2 separate regions of the Sus scrofa genome follow, and region 2 is linked to region 1. The links are chromatin contacts, called in public Hi-C maps. All regions are on one chromosome and are shown on one strand. The core of a region is the stretch at or near the end of the contact, and the rest is flanking DNA. Distances in the headings are between cores, read along the strand shown.

What was found. A called contact is a pair of places that touch in the nucleus more often than the background predicts.
Region 2: a Hi-C map of liver shows a contact between it and region 1, with 6 times the contacts expected there. The contact joins two enhancer-like sites. A contact is called at or near these places in 1 of 5 promoter capture datasets (liver), 5 of 47 Hi-C or Micro-C datasets (liver, retroperitoneal adipose tissue and skeletal muscle) and 2 of 2 datasets of contacts at active chromatin or transcription factors (alveolar macrophages and skeletal muscle).

What each region holds. Positions count from the first base shown.
Region 1 is chr13:67,614,333-67,617,924 of Sscrofa11.1, forward strand. All of the region lies in intron 19 of ATG7 (autophagy related 7), which reads left to right. Among named protein-coding and RNA genes, the nearest start is that of ATG7, 200 kb to the left of the region's middle. Within about 2 kb of position 1,554, at least 3 of the 83 cell types and tissues checked have an H3K27ac peak or open chromatin away from gene starts, as enhancers often do. A contact at or near this core is called in liver, where this site is marked.
Region 2 is chr13:67,693,566-67,697,157 of Sscrofa11.1, forward strand. It overlaps ATG7 (autophagy related 7), which reads left to right. Exons shown (of 20, transcript NM_001190285.1): 20 at 3,213-3,498. The coding sequence ends at 3,245. Among named protein-coding and RNA genes, the nearest start is that of VGLL4, 180 kb to the right of the region's middle. Within about 2 kb of position 1,741, at least 12 of the 83 cell types and tissues checked have an H3K27ac peak or open chromatin away from gene starts, as enhancers often do. A contact at or near this core is called in liver, where this site is marked.

The DNA of each region.
Region 1 (3,592 bases), core at 304-2,803:
ATTCTGCTGCACCACAACAGGAACTCCTGTCACCGTTTCTTTGTAGTGGATAGTACAGCTTACTTCATCAGCAGAGGTGTGGCAGCTTCTATGTATCGAGTGGTTATCACATGCCAGGTTCTACGCAGGGTGTGCTATGGAAATTGTCTTATTTGGTCCTTATCCTGAGGTAACTGACAGTATTCCCATTTTAAAGATGAGGAAGTTGAGGATCAGAGCAATGTAGTGAGTGATCAGGTCTAAAATACAGCTGTAGGATCCAATGGTAAGGGGGTACCCAATGAGCTACAAGCAGGCATGGAGCAGAGGCCTCTCCTGACACTGAGCCCTGTGGGTGAGTTGCATGTAGATTGCGGAAGACCTAGGATGGAGGAGCTGTGACCCAGAGTCTGAGGAGACACAGGCGTTTTTACCCCCTCCCTGAATTACTCTTACTCAGTCTTTGTCATTTAAGATGCAGATGATCCCCTTCTTCTCAAGCCATCTGCATAGGATAGGTTCTCAGTGCTTTCTGAGTTAGGGTTGTAGACCCTTGCCTCCTACTCCAGTCTGACTGTTCTCCACCCAAGCCTCCACAGCCAGTGGTCCCCATTGGTGACACACACAGTTTCTCAGGGACTTGCAGAGGCTCAGCTTGGCTCCAGGATCAGATCAACTCCTCATCAAGGCAGTGCTAGACAGCTTGTGTAGACCGGCTGCAGCCTGCCTCCCAAGTCACTGGTCCTGGCCACCCTGGACTTGACACACTTTCCGCTCACCCCTCTGCTTTTATTGTCCTCACCTGGCAAATGTGGATTCATCCTTTCCCGAAGAGTTTCAGCCAGCACTTGTCAGCCTGAATCATAATTATTTGTTAGCTTCTTGAAAATAAGAATGTCCTAATCATCTTTGTATCCTCTGAACCTCGCGCAATACCCGGCACATATGCACCACTTACTTTGAACATTTTTGGAAGAATGAATGAACATTTGACTCTTTGACCAGGAAATAAAGATGGAGGATCGAGGACATAGGAAATATAGATCTCCTCTTCAAACCGTAACCTCACCGTGAATAGAACCTCTCATTTCTATTCAGTTTGCATTGATCAGATGGAATTGCTGGTATTAGAAATGCAGGTGCTTCCCCAGCATCTTGCATGTTTTGGTCTTCTTTTTTTTTTTTAATGAGAACTCAAAAAGTGGGTCACAGCTGTCTTTTTAGATAACTCCTTTCGGATTAAACTCTCCAAGATTACTCACTGTATTAGACTCTTTTGGTTGAAAACTAGACACTAACTCAAAGAGATTTAAGCAAACATGGGGATTTATATGTTCAAGTAATTGAAAAATTCATGGATAGTTCTAGCCTTAGGCACTACTAGATCCAAGTGTTCAAGAAATGTCAATAATGACCTTCCTGCCATGTGCCATTGCCTGGCTTTTCTCTGCATTGCCTCTTTCTTGGCAGGCTCTCTCCTCACAATAGCAAGTTGGCACTGGTGGCCCAGGCTAAGCGACTCCGATGGGAAGGGAGCTTTGTTCCCAGTGGCACTAGCCAATGTCCTGCTCTGCTGGTCACTAGTCACCCAGTCACAGTGGTGGGGGCAGCCAAGTAACCCTCACTGGTCAGATCTCTGGGATGTGTTCCCATCGTCAGTGGTAAATTGGGTAAACAACCCTCCTAAATCACATGACCTGAGAGTCAGGGAGAGATTGGTAAGAAATCAGAGAGCTGGTATGACTTTCATGGGATAATGATACAGCAGACCGAGCGATCAGCATGAGAGATGGACACTATGGCTGCCTTTCCTTTCTTTTTTGTTGCTAATATTTGTCTTATTAACAAGCCCTAAATGGTGTGATGGACCCCAAGCAGGTGGCTTGTCTTCTCCTTTTTCTGTAAAGATCCATCCCCCAGGATGGTTCAAAACAGCCAGTTTATTGCTTTCTTTGACTTTTCACCCTAGTCTGGTGATGTGTCCAGCAGCTCCGGTATTGGGGTTGGAGGCTTGGAATGACAAATAAACACAACAGTTTTTCATCATGACTTGTGTTTCTTGATAAGGTCAAGAAATACTTAAATTCCCAGTGGTTTTCATATTGGAATCCTGCCACAAGTTCTCTGATACTATATACTATATATAGATTTAAATACTTTTTCAGGAATATCCTTTCTTTTTGCAGTTAACCAGTGATTTCTCATACTCAGTGTCTTTCTGATACTCAGCTCTGACTGCCACATGTCACTGGAATCAAGACATAAAATAGGAACATTTGGAGATATTCTTACATGGGGAGTGAAAAACAGAACATCTTAGGACTTTGGTCCTTTTTTTGTTACTTCCACCTGATAACTTGTTTTTTTCCTGCCACTCTTCATATTCTAATTTCCTGGCATGCTTTCCATCTCAATTTGGTTGCCACCTAGTGAGTATTTTTTGAGCTCCTACTGCCTACCCAGGATGGAAATTATAATGCTTTGAGTACCTGTTTTCTGTTAAGTACATCAATAGGCCTTTTTGGTACATCATCCCATTTATTTTTTTATAGCCACCCTTTGTGAAATGGGTATCATTGTCACTACTTAAAAGATGTAGAAGTTAAGGTTAAGAGAGGATAAATAATTTGCCAATGTTTTAGAACTGGTAGAAGACCTGAGATTCAGTTCCAAGTTTGATAGCCTTCACAGTTAATTGTACAAGAATTAGACTAGGAGCACTAACAGACTGGAAAAGTGTAAGATTAAATTTCTGAGCTAAGGTCAAAGGAATAAGACTAATGCATTTGAAACAGTCAGAGTACATTCAAGATAGGATAATTTCTTTTAAAAATTTTTTAATGATAGTTTATTTACAATGTTCTGTCAATTTCTGCTGTATAGCAAAGTGACCCAGTCACACACACACATATATATATTCTTTTTCTCGCATTATCCTCCATCATGTTCCATCACAAGTGGTTAGATATAGTTCCTTGTGGCATACTGCAGGATCTCATTGCTTATCCACTGCACGTGCAATAGTTGATAAGCGCAGGTCGCAGTAGGAGCCCTTCATTATACATGTGATCTGAAAAGACAGTGGCCAAGGATAGATTTTTATCTGTACCGTCCTTAGCCATCTTCCCCTCAGTTAAATTCAGTGTAGTTCAGTTCAGCTGCAGCTTTCTGGGTGCCTGGTAACTGGCAGCCTGTGTGTGAAGCTCTGTGCATTCATTGCCTGCTAAATGCAAGGCCCCTTCCAAGTGCTGGATGCAGTGGCTGTCAAGATAGGCAAGGTTCCATGTTTGCCTGGATCACAAACAAGTGAAAAAAGAAACTTTCAGCTAGTGATGGACACAGAGGTGAAAGCAAAACAGGGTGTTGGGTTAGAATGAATTGGGATGGGGAGGGAGCAGGAGAGAATAGTGGTCAGGGGTTAGATGATTCAGACTGGCAGGTCTGTGACAGTCCCTGTGGAAAGGTGGTTTCTGAGCTGAGACCTGAATGCAGAGGAAGGAGCTAGACTGGCGAGCATCTGGGGAAGGAGCCGGGAGGCTGAGGGAATACCCTGGGCAAAGACCTAGAACTTGTGTCTGCATCAAGCAGGGGATAACAGGGAGTAACATCCATT
Region 2 (3,592 bases), core at 491-2,990, 79 kb after region 1:
GTGTTAACTTTGTATGTTTACTTGGGGAAAGTTGGCATTGTTAGCAGTGTTGTCCTGTGCAAAAACACAGGGTGTTTCCCTGCTTATCCCAGTTTACTTTGCTAATGATTCTTGTGAGGACTGTTACAGGACCGCTTTGAAGGGTTTTTATTGATTTATTTATTTTGGGGTGTGTATGTGTGTTCTATAAAGATGTTGTGTGTTTCATGTTAGGCTTATGCCCTAGAAATTTATCTTTCCATTGCTCTTACAATGGGTTCTTCTCTCTCATTATGTTTTCTAGCTGGATATTGTGTGTATGCAAGGAGGCTATAATTCAGTGTCATTAATTTCCTATCTTGCTATCTTACTGAATACTCATTATTGTCTGTATTCATCTTAGCATGTATTTTCTTGGGTTTTCTAGTTGTATTTGCATATCATTTGCAGAAAGATCATTTACCTCTTCCTTAGGGTACAAACATTTTTAAAGCTTTGTGTTACCTACTGACAAACCTCTTCTTTTAAGAAATATGTTACCAGTTTATACTCTGCCTGGAAGTGTTTCACCATACCCTTGCCGGTACTGGGTACTAACATTTTAAAATTCTCTGCCAATTTATTACAACCTTCATTCATTAAGAGAACATTCATGTGCCAGGTGCCATGTAGGAGGCTGAGGACCTGGCAGGGAACAGACAAACCTTAGCCCCCTGGGAGTCCATAGTCTGGGAGGAGATGAGGCTTAAGTTTCTTTTTATCCCCAACTTTATTGAGCTATAGTTGAGAAAAACTATGTTTTTAGGTTGCATATGTGATTTTTTTTTAAGGTGATGACTTAATATACATATACATTGTGAAATGATCACCACAATCAAGTTAATTAACACATCTAGCAACTCACATGCCTTTTTTTTTGACTGCCCAGTAGCATATGAAGTTCCGAGGCCAAGGATCAGAATCGAGCCACCGTTGCAACCTACGCCGCAGCTACAACAATGCTGGAACCTTTAACCCGCTGTGCTAGGCCAGGGATTGAACCTGCATGTTTGCCCTGCAAAGACCTGCTGTTGATCCCATTGTGTCACAGTGGGAACTCCCTCACATCCCTTTTTAAATTTGTGGTGAGAATACTTAACGATCTATTCTCTTAGCAAATTTAAAGGATACAATACTGTAAACTATAGTCACTAGGCTGAACACTAGATCCTCAGAACTTAATTCTTGTAACTCACAGCTTGTACCCTTTGACCATCTCCCCATTCCCTCCAGCCCATGGCAACCATCCGTCTAGTCTCTGGTTCTACAAATTTGGCTTTTTTAGTGTCTGTGCCTTAGGTGAGATCACATAGTATTTGTCAAGGCTGAAGTTTCTGGAGATTTATAATTCAGACTGCTCCTGTTTTCCTGAGCCCAGCCAACAGCACAAGGCATGGCTGCCCTAGCAGACACCTCACCATGGGCCCAGGGAACTTGAGCAGTTAGTAAAATCCATCACCCTAACCCCTTCCGTAGAGTCCTTGTAATAAGCCCTCTGGGTGGCTTCCCTGATGGCCTCCATAGCCTGGGCAGTGCCAGGAGCAAGGGGAGGAGTTGGGTAGGTGCTGAGACCTTTCCCCAGAGCTGAGACTCAGTAAAATGGATGAAAGGATGGACGGAGGCGTCTGCTCTCCCCTTGAAAGCCCTGCCCGCCCCTGCCCCCAAGTGCAGTGAACAACCCTGGCAGCCCATTTGCAGAGGGTGTTGCTCATTGACATGGATGGACTCTGCCCGGGCCTCGCTGGTGGCTCCCCTCCCTGGACAGGCGGTCATGGACTTGGTCCACTGGCCTCACCCCCTGCTTTTCCTTCATCTCAGCCTGGTAGGGTCCCCAGCCATGGCCCTCTCCATGCAGCTGCCCAGCCCTGCATCCTGGCAGCCTTTTTAACTCTCAAAACCCCTCACTCACCCATGTTCCCAGCTCTGTCACTTCCTGCCGTGTGATCCTGGGCTGGCTGACTTCCCTCTCCGAGTTGGTTTCTATCTGCACCTCACAGGAGTCTGCATCAGAAGTGCACAGCAAGTGGCACAGGGAGGGCTCCATAAACATGTGTTTATTGAACAAGGGAGTGAAAGAATCAATGTGCTTCCCCCAGGCATGTGGTTAGGACGGGGGGCTGGGGGGGGGTGTCATCAGGTGCAGTCTTGGTTGGAGAAGCAACCACTTCACGCCCCACCCCCCACTGATTCCCACCCGAGGGGGCAGGCCTAGGGGTCTGCACCAGGCCGTGCTGAGGATGAGCTGGGTGGGCAGCCTGGTTGCACTCAGCCTGCACCCCCCAGCCTCTTCAGGCGTCTGGACCTTTGTGGCCCCATCCCAGTGTCCTTGCACAGTAGGGTACATGGGGCAGGGGTGAAAGACACACCCAGCCCAGCCCCTGGCCCCAGGTGCCTGGTCCTCAAGAGAGAGGAAATTTCCTTCTCTCGTGATTTATTTTCCACATCCCTGACTCTGAACGCCAGGCTGGCTGCTGTTTACCTTGGCTGAGCCTCCCCTTCTCCCCGGGCCAGCCTCGTGTAAACAGCATGTTCCTTCTCTCAGCTCTGCTAGTGTTGAGGTGGCCTTTTGCAACCAATTCTAGGAATTTTGAAAGTCTGTAGGCCTAAGTTCAGGGCCAGCCCCCCAGGGTGTGAGCAGCCCCTTGGCCTCTGTTGGTCTGGGCTTGCTCCCTGAGGGGGCTTCACGCTGGTGCCCCACAGAGCTGGCCCGTGGGGGCTGCCCCAGCAGGGTCCCCTCTGCTTTCACTCACTCCTCTCCACACACTGATCTATGGGGGCCCTAGTCTTCCCTTATTCACACCCTCAAGGTCAGACCCCCCCCCCCCCCCCGGCAATGACACACACTCTCTCAGGAACAGAGGCAGGCCCCCATGGGCTGGTGGCAGGAGGGCTTATTCTCGGGGCCTGTGGTCAGGGCCAAGGGAACAAGCACAGCGGGGACTGGCTGGGGCAAGGAGAGATGCGGAGTCCCCATGCCTGGCTTGGCCAGGGGCTGCCTCACTCACCCGTGAGGCCTGAGGCAAGGACACCTGGTTTCCTTGTACGAGAAACGGGCTGTCAATCCCATAGTGACGAGGGAGCTGCAAGGGGGAATCGTGTTCCTTTTGCTCATTGCCGTGTCTACATGGATTTGATAGCGTGTCACAGCCACCCCAGTGACTCAACACTCTGTGTGTCTCTCCTTCTCCACGCAGATCTGGGACATGAGCGACGATGAGACCGTCTGACAACACCCCCCGAGAGGCTGACCCCTCCCTGGCTGCCCCACAGGGCTCTCAGTGGCTGGAGCAGGACGGCCGCCCCCAGGACTGGTGATTCTGGGCCCCAAGCCCCTCCAACCTTTCTGGTCCCCTCGTCCCTATACCTTGAGGACTGGGGTCCTTCTTCCGCTGCCCAGGAGCTTCTGGTGTTCTCCATTTCTTATGATTCACAATCCCACCAGTACTGAGCTAAATAATAACCTTGGCTTTGGCATTGCCATTGATCTGGGACTCAGTTCCCTTCACGAGCAGTTCTCTTTTCTTGTTGTCACAAGCGTTCGGTAGTCATGTTCCCAGGATCCTTCTGGTTCTGA